Linked DNA regions of Mus musculus: region 2 is linked to region 1. Evidence: chromatin contacts called from public HiChIP or PLAC-seq data. All regions are on one chromosome and are shown on one strand. The core of a region is the stretch at or near the end of the contact, and the rest is flanking DNA. Distances in the headings are between cores, read along the strand shown. Region 1 overlaps Birc6 (baculoviral IAP repeat-containing 6). Region 2 has its middle 7.7 kb from the start of Ttc27.

What was found. HiChIP or PLAC-seq counts read pairs in DNA pulled down with a chosen protein or histone mark.
Region 2: a contact with region 1 is called in a CTCF HiChIP or PLAC-seq map of the NIH/3T3 cell line, with 10 read pairs. The contact joins two enhancer-like sites. A contact is called at or near these places in 1 of 15 datasets of contacts at CTCF or cohesin (the NIH/3T3 cell line), 2 of 484 Hi-C or Micro-C datasets (the 63-12 cell line and LSK cells) and 3 of 9 other capture datasets (adipose tissue, liver and pancreatic islet).

Annotation. Positions count from the first base shown.
Region 1 is chr17:74,629,312-74,633,195 of GRCm38.p6, forward strand. It overlaps Birc6 (baculoviral IAP repeat-containing 6), which reads left to right. Exons shown (of 73, transcript NM_007566.3): 39 at 94-210; 40 at 1,649-1,803; 41 at 2,300-2,426. Among named protein-coding and RNA genes, the nearest start is that of Ttc27, 86 kb to the right of the region's middle. Within about 2 kb of position 1,675, at least 36 of the 459 cell types and tissues checked have an H3K27ac peak or open chromatin away from gene starts, as enhancers often do. A contact at or near this core is called in the NIH/3T3 cell line and adipose tissue, where this site is marked.
Region 2 is chr17:74,707,870-74,712,186 of GRCm38.p6, forward strand. No RefSeq gene overlaps it. Among named protein-coding and RNA genes, the nearest start is that of Ttc27, 7.7 kb to the right of the region's middle. Within about 2 kb of position 3,037, at least 48 of the 459 cell types and tissues checked have an H3K27ac peak or open chromatin away from gene starts, as enhancers often do. A contact at or near this core is called in the NIH/3T3 cell line and adipose tissue, where this site is marked.

The sequences.
Region 1 (3,884 bases), core at 425-2,924:
AGAAGCCTCTTCTGGGATCAGATGTTTACACATTTCTATAGTATGGAGCCCATGAGTATTAACTTTTCAGATATCTCCTCCTCCCTTTTGTAGCTTTAGATGCTCGTCTAGAAGTTGGTCTTGAACAGCAAGCAGAACTTATGTTGAAAATGATGTCTACTCTGGAAGCAGACTCCATCTTACAAGCATTAACAAATACATCTCCTACCTGTAAGTTTGATTACAATTCACATGCTTTCAAGGGGTCATTGCTTTTCTGAATATCATCAAGGACAAGTTTAAAATTCTCTGTGGTAAATTTGAAGGTGCTTTGAGTGTATGACTTAACAACATGTAACTTGGTGTCCTGGTATGAAATGACTGTCTCATGAAGTGACCACTTCAGTCCAGAGACCTAAAGCGGATTCCTGTTTATGTGCTGCTGTGACGTTAAGGAGACTCTAGGGAATGCTATATATTTTATTATATTGATTCTACATCCATGACACAACACGACTTTTTAAGTATTAGCTTCTTTATTTTGAAATACTAGGCTGATAATATAAGTGAAGTGTCATTCAAAGGTCTCCTAACCAAATCCAGAATTGAGAGGCATCACATTCCAATTACAGCAAAAGAAAGGCAATCTTTTTCCTAATGGTCTGGACAGAGACAGGTGATCTGCCAGAGTTGTGCCTTCCTGGTGTTGATGTCTACCCCGCTTATCAAAGACAACATTAAGTAGTGGTGTTGAGTAGGAGGAGCTAACAGTGACATTGTCTCCTTAGGCATACATGCCATTTCATTGTTTCCTAGGCTGAATGAAGGAAGACATGTAGATAGTTGGAAGAAGAGAACCCACAACATATGGTCTTCCTTTTGTAAATAGAAAGTTCACAATATGCATTTTTTTTCTTGCTCACAGAAGATGAAGGAATAGAAGGGGACAGATCCTATTAGTACATAAAAAACATTGTGCAATAGCTCTCATTTAATGTAGGAACCACATTTATTGAGCTCAATCCCCTCAGAACATGAAACAGTGTAGGATACCTTCAAGATCCCATTTCATTATTGATTGGGAGCCTTTTAAGAATCCTTTCTGTTTTCAGTGAATCTTTTGCCCTTGCTCACTGTCCTTCACCCAGGTGTGTTCCTTTTTAGTTTAATAATACTCTGAATATAACATACATTTCTCCACAGTGTTCTTACATTTTCTATTTCCCATAAGTAGATTTTCATTTTATTAATTCTTGAAAAGCTATGCGGTCAGTTCTAAGATGCAGTCAAAGTTAAGAACGGATGAACTGCAGGTTGCATGTCTGGGTTGGTGCCAGAGCACTTTTCTAGAATGCTACGCCCTAAATTTAACAGCACAGTAAAACACAAAGGCATGCACTTTATATATTGCAGCGTTCTAGAACGGTTTTCTTTATAATTAGTAAAGGTTTTCCTTTCACTAACTTTGGAAAAGTGAGAGAGATTAGTGTTCTAAATTTGCGAGTTTCGTTTTCTTGTCTTTAGTTTCTAATAATTCCTAAATTACTATTATAGAACCATTGTATACAATTTAATTTTAACAAAACGTTATAACCTATTCTTGTCTGTTTGTTAATTCACATGTATTCCGAACCTTGCTCATAAAGTGGTACTTTTGTTTGATTTTCAGTTTCACAATCTCCAACTGGAACAGATGACTCACTTCTGGGGAATTTACAGCCAGCAAACCAGAACAGCCAGCTCATGATACAGCTCTCATCTGTCCCAATGTTAAATGTTTGTTTCAATAAACTCTTCTCCATGCTTCAAGTCCATCATGTTCAGGTAGGACTTTAAAGGAAAGTAATGTATTTTGACATAGTTTGACATAATGGTTTTTATTGGATGCAATTGAATGCAAGTTCATATGTGACCTGACCATGATGGTATCTTTATTATAGTTGGTTGAGAAAAATCTTAGGAATATTTACTGATTCCCCCCACCTTAGTTGCCAGCCATTTTTTATTTTCATGAGTTTAAGTATTGGTACTTTTTCTGCTTTATATTGTTTATAACCCTGTGGTTTAAAAGAGTTAATTCCCATTTTTCATTGAGGAAAACATGGGGTTTAAAGGGAATTATATATTTTAATTCAGTTAAAGTATAATTTATCAAGAATTTTAAGATATGTTTGCTTGCTGACCTAGTTAAAATAGCTAGGAGATAATGAGAAACAAGTTATTTACTCATAAGGTTATAAGCATAAATATTTTTGTTTGAATGGTCCTTCATACATTTTCCTCGTCTTAGTTTTCTTTCCTTTATTTGTATTTTTTTAAGTTGGAGTCACTTCTTCAGTTGTGGCTCACATTGAGCCTTAATTCTAGTTCATCAGGGAACAAAGAGAATGGAGCAGATATTTTTTTATATAATGCTAATCGGATACCTGTCATCTCATTAAATCAAGGTAAGGTTTTTTGTTTTTTGCTGGAAATCCATACTGTAATTAAAATAGCAAATTGTTAAATGAACATAATTAGGTTAAAATGTACATTATCTTTATTGTTAGGATTGTGTTATTTTGGTGAAAGAAGTTCTTTGGCTTGGGTGTGATGGCATTCGCCTTTAATCTCAGCATTGAGAGACAGAGGCAAGTGGAGTAATGACTTGAGGCCAGCCTGGTCTGCATAGTGTGTTGTTGGCCAGTTGGAACTATAGTGAGCCCCTACTTTAAATTATTTTTAAAATAATGAATTGTTTGTTTTTGTTTATTTGAAAGCTCAGTATTGAGACCTGGCTAATGTTTTAGTCAGGTTGTCTGGCATGGGTTTTAGGCCAGTCTGGGTCTACATACTCTATAGTGAGAACCTGTCTCCAAACCAAAACAGAACAAAACAAAAAACCTCCTCATCCCCCGCGCCTCCCACTTCCCACCTCCCTCGCTCGCTTCTCTCTCTTTTCCTTCTCTTTATTCTCCCATTCTCCTCCCCTCCTTCCATCCATAGTCGCGCACACACACGTGTGTGTGTGTGTGTGTGTGTGTGTGTGTGTGTTTCCTGTGTGTGCAGAGAAAGGATTAAGGTATCCTATGCTGTCACTGCCTTCCTTATTCCCTTGAGTCATTTTGTTACTTCACTTGAATCTAGGTAAGTAAGCCAGCAAGCCTCAGCAATTCTGCTGTGCCTGCTCTGATCCCAGGGCTATAGGTGCACCTGCACCTTCAGCTTGTTACGTGACTTCTGGGCCCTTGAGCTCCGACACTTAGATTTGTACAGCAGATACTTTTACATGCTGCCCTCTCTCTGCGGCCTGTTTGCATTAATGTATCTTTTTTCCACACAGAGTGTTTAGTTCCTGTGACTCTGTTCTGTCTTTCTACTTCTGTTGTGGATTTTTTTTTCCCTTTCAGTAAGAGTTTTCCCTCCTAGCACCAGAAGCTCATGTTTGGGTGACTTCCCAGAGGTCTGTAGGTCTGGGAATGCACCTTGCTTATTTGTTTACCTGGATACATTCAGAATCCGGACGGACACGCCACACCTTAATTCCTTAGTTCAGCATTATTTTTGTCTTAATTTTTCTTTTTTTTATGCATTTAAGTAAAACTTATCTCTTTCTGGGGCACTCACCCTGTGTCCCTTGGGTTCAGCAAAATACCAACTCCAGCATTGTAAGGGCAGGTGATATACATTGCTTCTTCAGAGCTGCATCTTGTTGATGTGTGGATACTATTCTAAGTGCTCTTAAACAGGAAAATTTGAAACTTTTTCATGATTTTGTGAGAGAATAGCCAACCATTTTCATATTACCACAGAATGCTACTAAAAGTGGACTTTCGGGCCCTGAAGAGATAGGTCAGCAGTTAAGGGCATTTATTGTTGCTAAGGACCCAGGTTTGGTTCCTAGTCACCTTCATGGTGTCTTATAA
Region 2 (4,317 bases), core at 1,787-4,286, 80 kb after region 1:
CTAGCTGAGGCGCTAAGTTCAAAGTTCTCGGTGGGTTGTGAAGCTGGGAGATGGCTGCATGCTTTCTGCAGCTAGGGGACATCACAATGCTAGAAAATCCACCTTCTGCCTAAGGTGGGACGCCATAGGCTCATTCTGAGTTAGTGAAGCTGTAAGTGACTGTGGGTTTTAATGTAGCATCCCTGGGAAGGGAGGCTCAGCTGGGGATTGCCTAGATGTGGTTGCCCCAAGGTCAAGTCTCGATTATGCTAATGGAGATGAAAAGACCTGAGCATTGTGGGTAGCAATACCATACCCTGCCCCCTGACACACATACTCAAGGCCCAGTTAGCACAATAAGGTTTTCATGTGGTCAGTTGCTCTCTGCTCTTGACTATGGAGGTAATGTGCCTGTGTGCTTCGAGTTGCCCTCACCTCGACTTCCCAGCAATCATAATAGTCTTCGAGCCAAACCAATTCTCCCTTAAATTGCTCTTGTATTCCTGTTTTGGCATAGCAACAGGGAATGAAACTAATACACCATAGGTGGCTGAGAAAGCAGAGAATGGGGGAAGGGACTCTGATATACAGGCCCTAAATGGTCGGAAGACAAGAACTGTTGACACCAAGGCATCCAGGAATTTGACTATTGGTCAATCGATCCTAGCAGCTCCATGTTCACCCATGTTTTAAAACAGCCTGATGGGGAAAAAGCATGCTTTGTCTCTCTTACCCCTAATTAAACACTATACATAGTTGGAACCCTTCCATTAATGAATTTTAAGTGTCCATGGTAGTGATAGGGTCGAGGGTGGAGGGAGGAGGCAGGACAGGAGTACTGAGCCTTACAGTCTTGCCCATAGTAACTTCTCGGAAGAAACCTTTTGACTTAAAAATGTACTTACCCAGATGGTGGTAGCCTTTAATCCTAGGAGTTTGAGCCTAGCCTGGTCTGTATAATGAGTTCAGGACAGTCAGGGCTAAGCTGAAAACCCTGTCTCAGGAGGAGTTGGGGTGAAGCACTTCTTTAAATGAACAGACATTGAAATACCTGATTATCCTTCTTTGAGTAGAGTTGGCTGAGGTTGCATAGTCTCGCCTGCATGTATGCATCTGTATGTCTATGCATCTTGCGCATGCAGTGCTCAGGGTTAGAAGAGGCATCAGATCCTCTGGAACTGAGGTACACATGGTTCTGAGCCTATGTGAGTCTTTTGCAAGATCAGTTAGTGCTCTTAAAACTTCTGAGCCGTCTCTCCAGCCCCCATAGTCAAGTTTCAAAGTCCCCTCTGGTCAAACACTTAGCAGTTCAATCCTATATAGGAAAGTTACGTGAAATTTGTATCTTTTATGTGATCTGAACTGTTGATTATAGCATGTTTCAACGGACTTTGGGAAAACAAAGTTTGCTTTTTGTTTAATGGGAAAGTAGACAAGTGTCAGGAAATTAAAAAAAAATAATGTAGAGGTTTTCATTGAGCAAATTTGAAACCCTGCTTAGCTTTGGGTACAAGTTGGACAGAGAGCACCTCCCTTTGTTGATCTTCGTGTTCCCTTGTGCATGAGCCATATTAATGAGCTTGTATTGATGCTGACGGATTACTTTGCATAGATGCTCAGTCAGAAGAGACACAAACAGGAACCTGGAGTGGATCTGCCCATGTCTAACAGGTTGTGTGGATGAAGAAGGACTAGGCTCTGCCACTTACTGAGCCTCTCAAACTCTAGAATGTTGAAGAACATTTGAGGAACTCATTAACATGCAGATTTCTTAAAACCAAGGAGGGCATAGACATGTAGTTTTAGTGGTTGCTTAGGCAATTCCTATTCTTTATATGTATATGTATACATATACATATAAAGAATGTGTGTATATATATATATATAGAATGTATATATATGTATATATATGTAGAATGTATATATGTATGTATGTATATGTATATACACACATATATATACATACATACACACACACATATATGTGCACACACACATACACATATATATGTGTGTGGCTTTATTGTGACATTTCATAGCTATGTGTCCATTCCTGTCATCTTCCCTCCCTCTCTGGTCCCCTCCCACTCTCAGTGACCTTTTCCCTCTTTCCAACTCCTCCTTCTCCTCCTCCTTAGCCTCCTCCTCTTCCTTCTCTTCCTTTCCTTCTTGTTTGTTTTGATTGATTGGTTTTCAAGACAGGGTTTCTTCGAGTAGTACAGGCTGGCCTGGACCTCAGAGACCTGCCTGCTTCTGCAGGGACTAAAGTTGGGCGGCACCACCACCACCAGCTTCTTTCTTGTTTTTAGCGTTCATGGCCCAGTGAGTTAAATTGGGGTTAACTATAAAAGCATGGATAATTTACCTGTGGCTGTCTGTCACCTCTCCCAGCAGTCAGTCATTGCCTATAGCTTCTCAGGGATCATGGGAACTCATGACTTCATTCCCCTGACTTACTCAGTTATGTTACCCATGTGACCTTGAATTCCAGGGCTTGGAGCAATCCTCCTGCCTCAACTTCCTATGTGATTATTCCATGGGTCAGTCCTCCCACTCCTCAGTAATACAGTAATTCTGATGCTAACAATCTGAGGGGTTTGAGGAATAGTGGTCCCAAGGGCAGAAACTGTGATGCGTTGGTTTCTTCATGCCATGTTGGTTTCCAGTTCTGTCATTTGCTCAGTTATTTTCTGGGAAGTTGTATTTTTCTTCACCTTTAGAGTAAGGCCTCAGGATGGTAGCCTTAAGTGATACTTCCAAGGGGAAGAATTGACACACAGCTAAGACTTGTATTCTTGGAGCAAGATCAACCACAGCTGGATTTTATTACTTGGGTTTTTCTCTTACCTTTTGTGTTGAAGCCCTTTGGTATACTTTCAAACAGCAACTCCCTCTTCTGTTGGAGTTTGCTAGTCACAGCCGTGGAAATGGAAACATTCCCTTTTTGGCTGAGAACAGGCACAGAGCCTGGAAATACTCTGCTCAGCCTTGCAGAGGCCTCAAGTCTCTTGGTGGGAATTCCTGGTTATACCAAACCCCTCCTCCCACCGTCTGAGCAGAAAACACTGATGGATGGCAGATCAGGTCATCGCACTGCCCCGCCCAATACTTTGTGATATATTGTCTAAGTATGACAAGACCTCTATTTAGAACCTTAAAAAAAGAGAACTGAATTTATTGCTTACTGAAGGAAAGGAAAATTACACAGGTCTGTTGCAATCCCCTCTTGCACAACATACTGTTAATCATACATAAGGTTTGGAGTTCAAGTATTGGTAGATTTAGAGGCATAAGCATTTAACTTAAGCATTATCTGTAGAAAGGGCTTTCATTGGGTGAAGCTGTTGTTGATTGGCTGGCTACATTCAGGGGTGCATGTAGCCAAGAGAGTCAGTCCTGGATTTTAAACAATGTGCTTCAAAAAAAAATGTTCAGTTCTGGCCATTACTCATAGAGTGAACAGTTCTAAAACCCATTCTGAGGGCTACTTGTTATTGTGTTACAGATTTTATTGTACTTGTTATTGGTTTTTAGATTTTATCTTTGTGCCAGACAGATGGCTCAGCCATTAAAGGCTTAGGTTCACAACCAACAAGACAAGTTTTTATTTTTTTATATTTTAAATTATGTGTATGTATGTGTGTGCATGTGTGACAGATAAGTGTAAGGAGCCCACAGAGGCTTGGAGAGGGCCTCAGATATCCTGGAACTGGAGTTACTGGCAGTTATGAGCAAACTGGTATGGGTGCAGGGACCAGGGCTTAGGTCCTCTGCCATTGTTTTAGATGCTGAGCCATCTCTCCAGCTACCTAACACTAAAATCACCAAAAAATGCATTAGGAGCTGTAAGAGGGGCAGGGTTTTATAAACATGTGGTTGACTCTACCTTAGATATGTTTTTGTCTATGAGAGCTGATTTTCCAAGTACATCTTGAATTGCTCAGTTAATCTGGTTTTGTTGCCAGTCACTTGTTGGCTTTATCTGTCTGGACAGTTGTTGTGTGGAACGACTGAGGATTCTGGACCGCAGACGTCAAGTGAATGTGAAGAGAACTGATATATTTAGAAGAATCGTGAGAGACCAGGAGGAAGACACATTGCCAACATCTAGGTTTAATCAAGAAAACAAGATGTGGCGACTCGCTGTGTCTACGTTACACAGCCGATTTGCTATGTGGTATAAATTTAGACACAGTACAAAATGTTAGCAATGTCCCAGATCCCTTCCTTGCTGGCCCAAAGGAGAATGAAGGGTATTTATGATCCATGTGCTACTCATTAGTCTGTTACCCATAAATCCTTGTGTTAGGAAACTTAAACGTTTTGAATGTCCCCAGG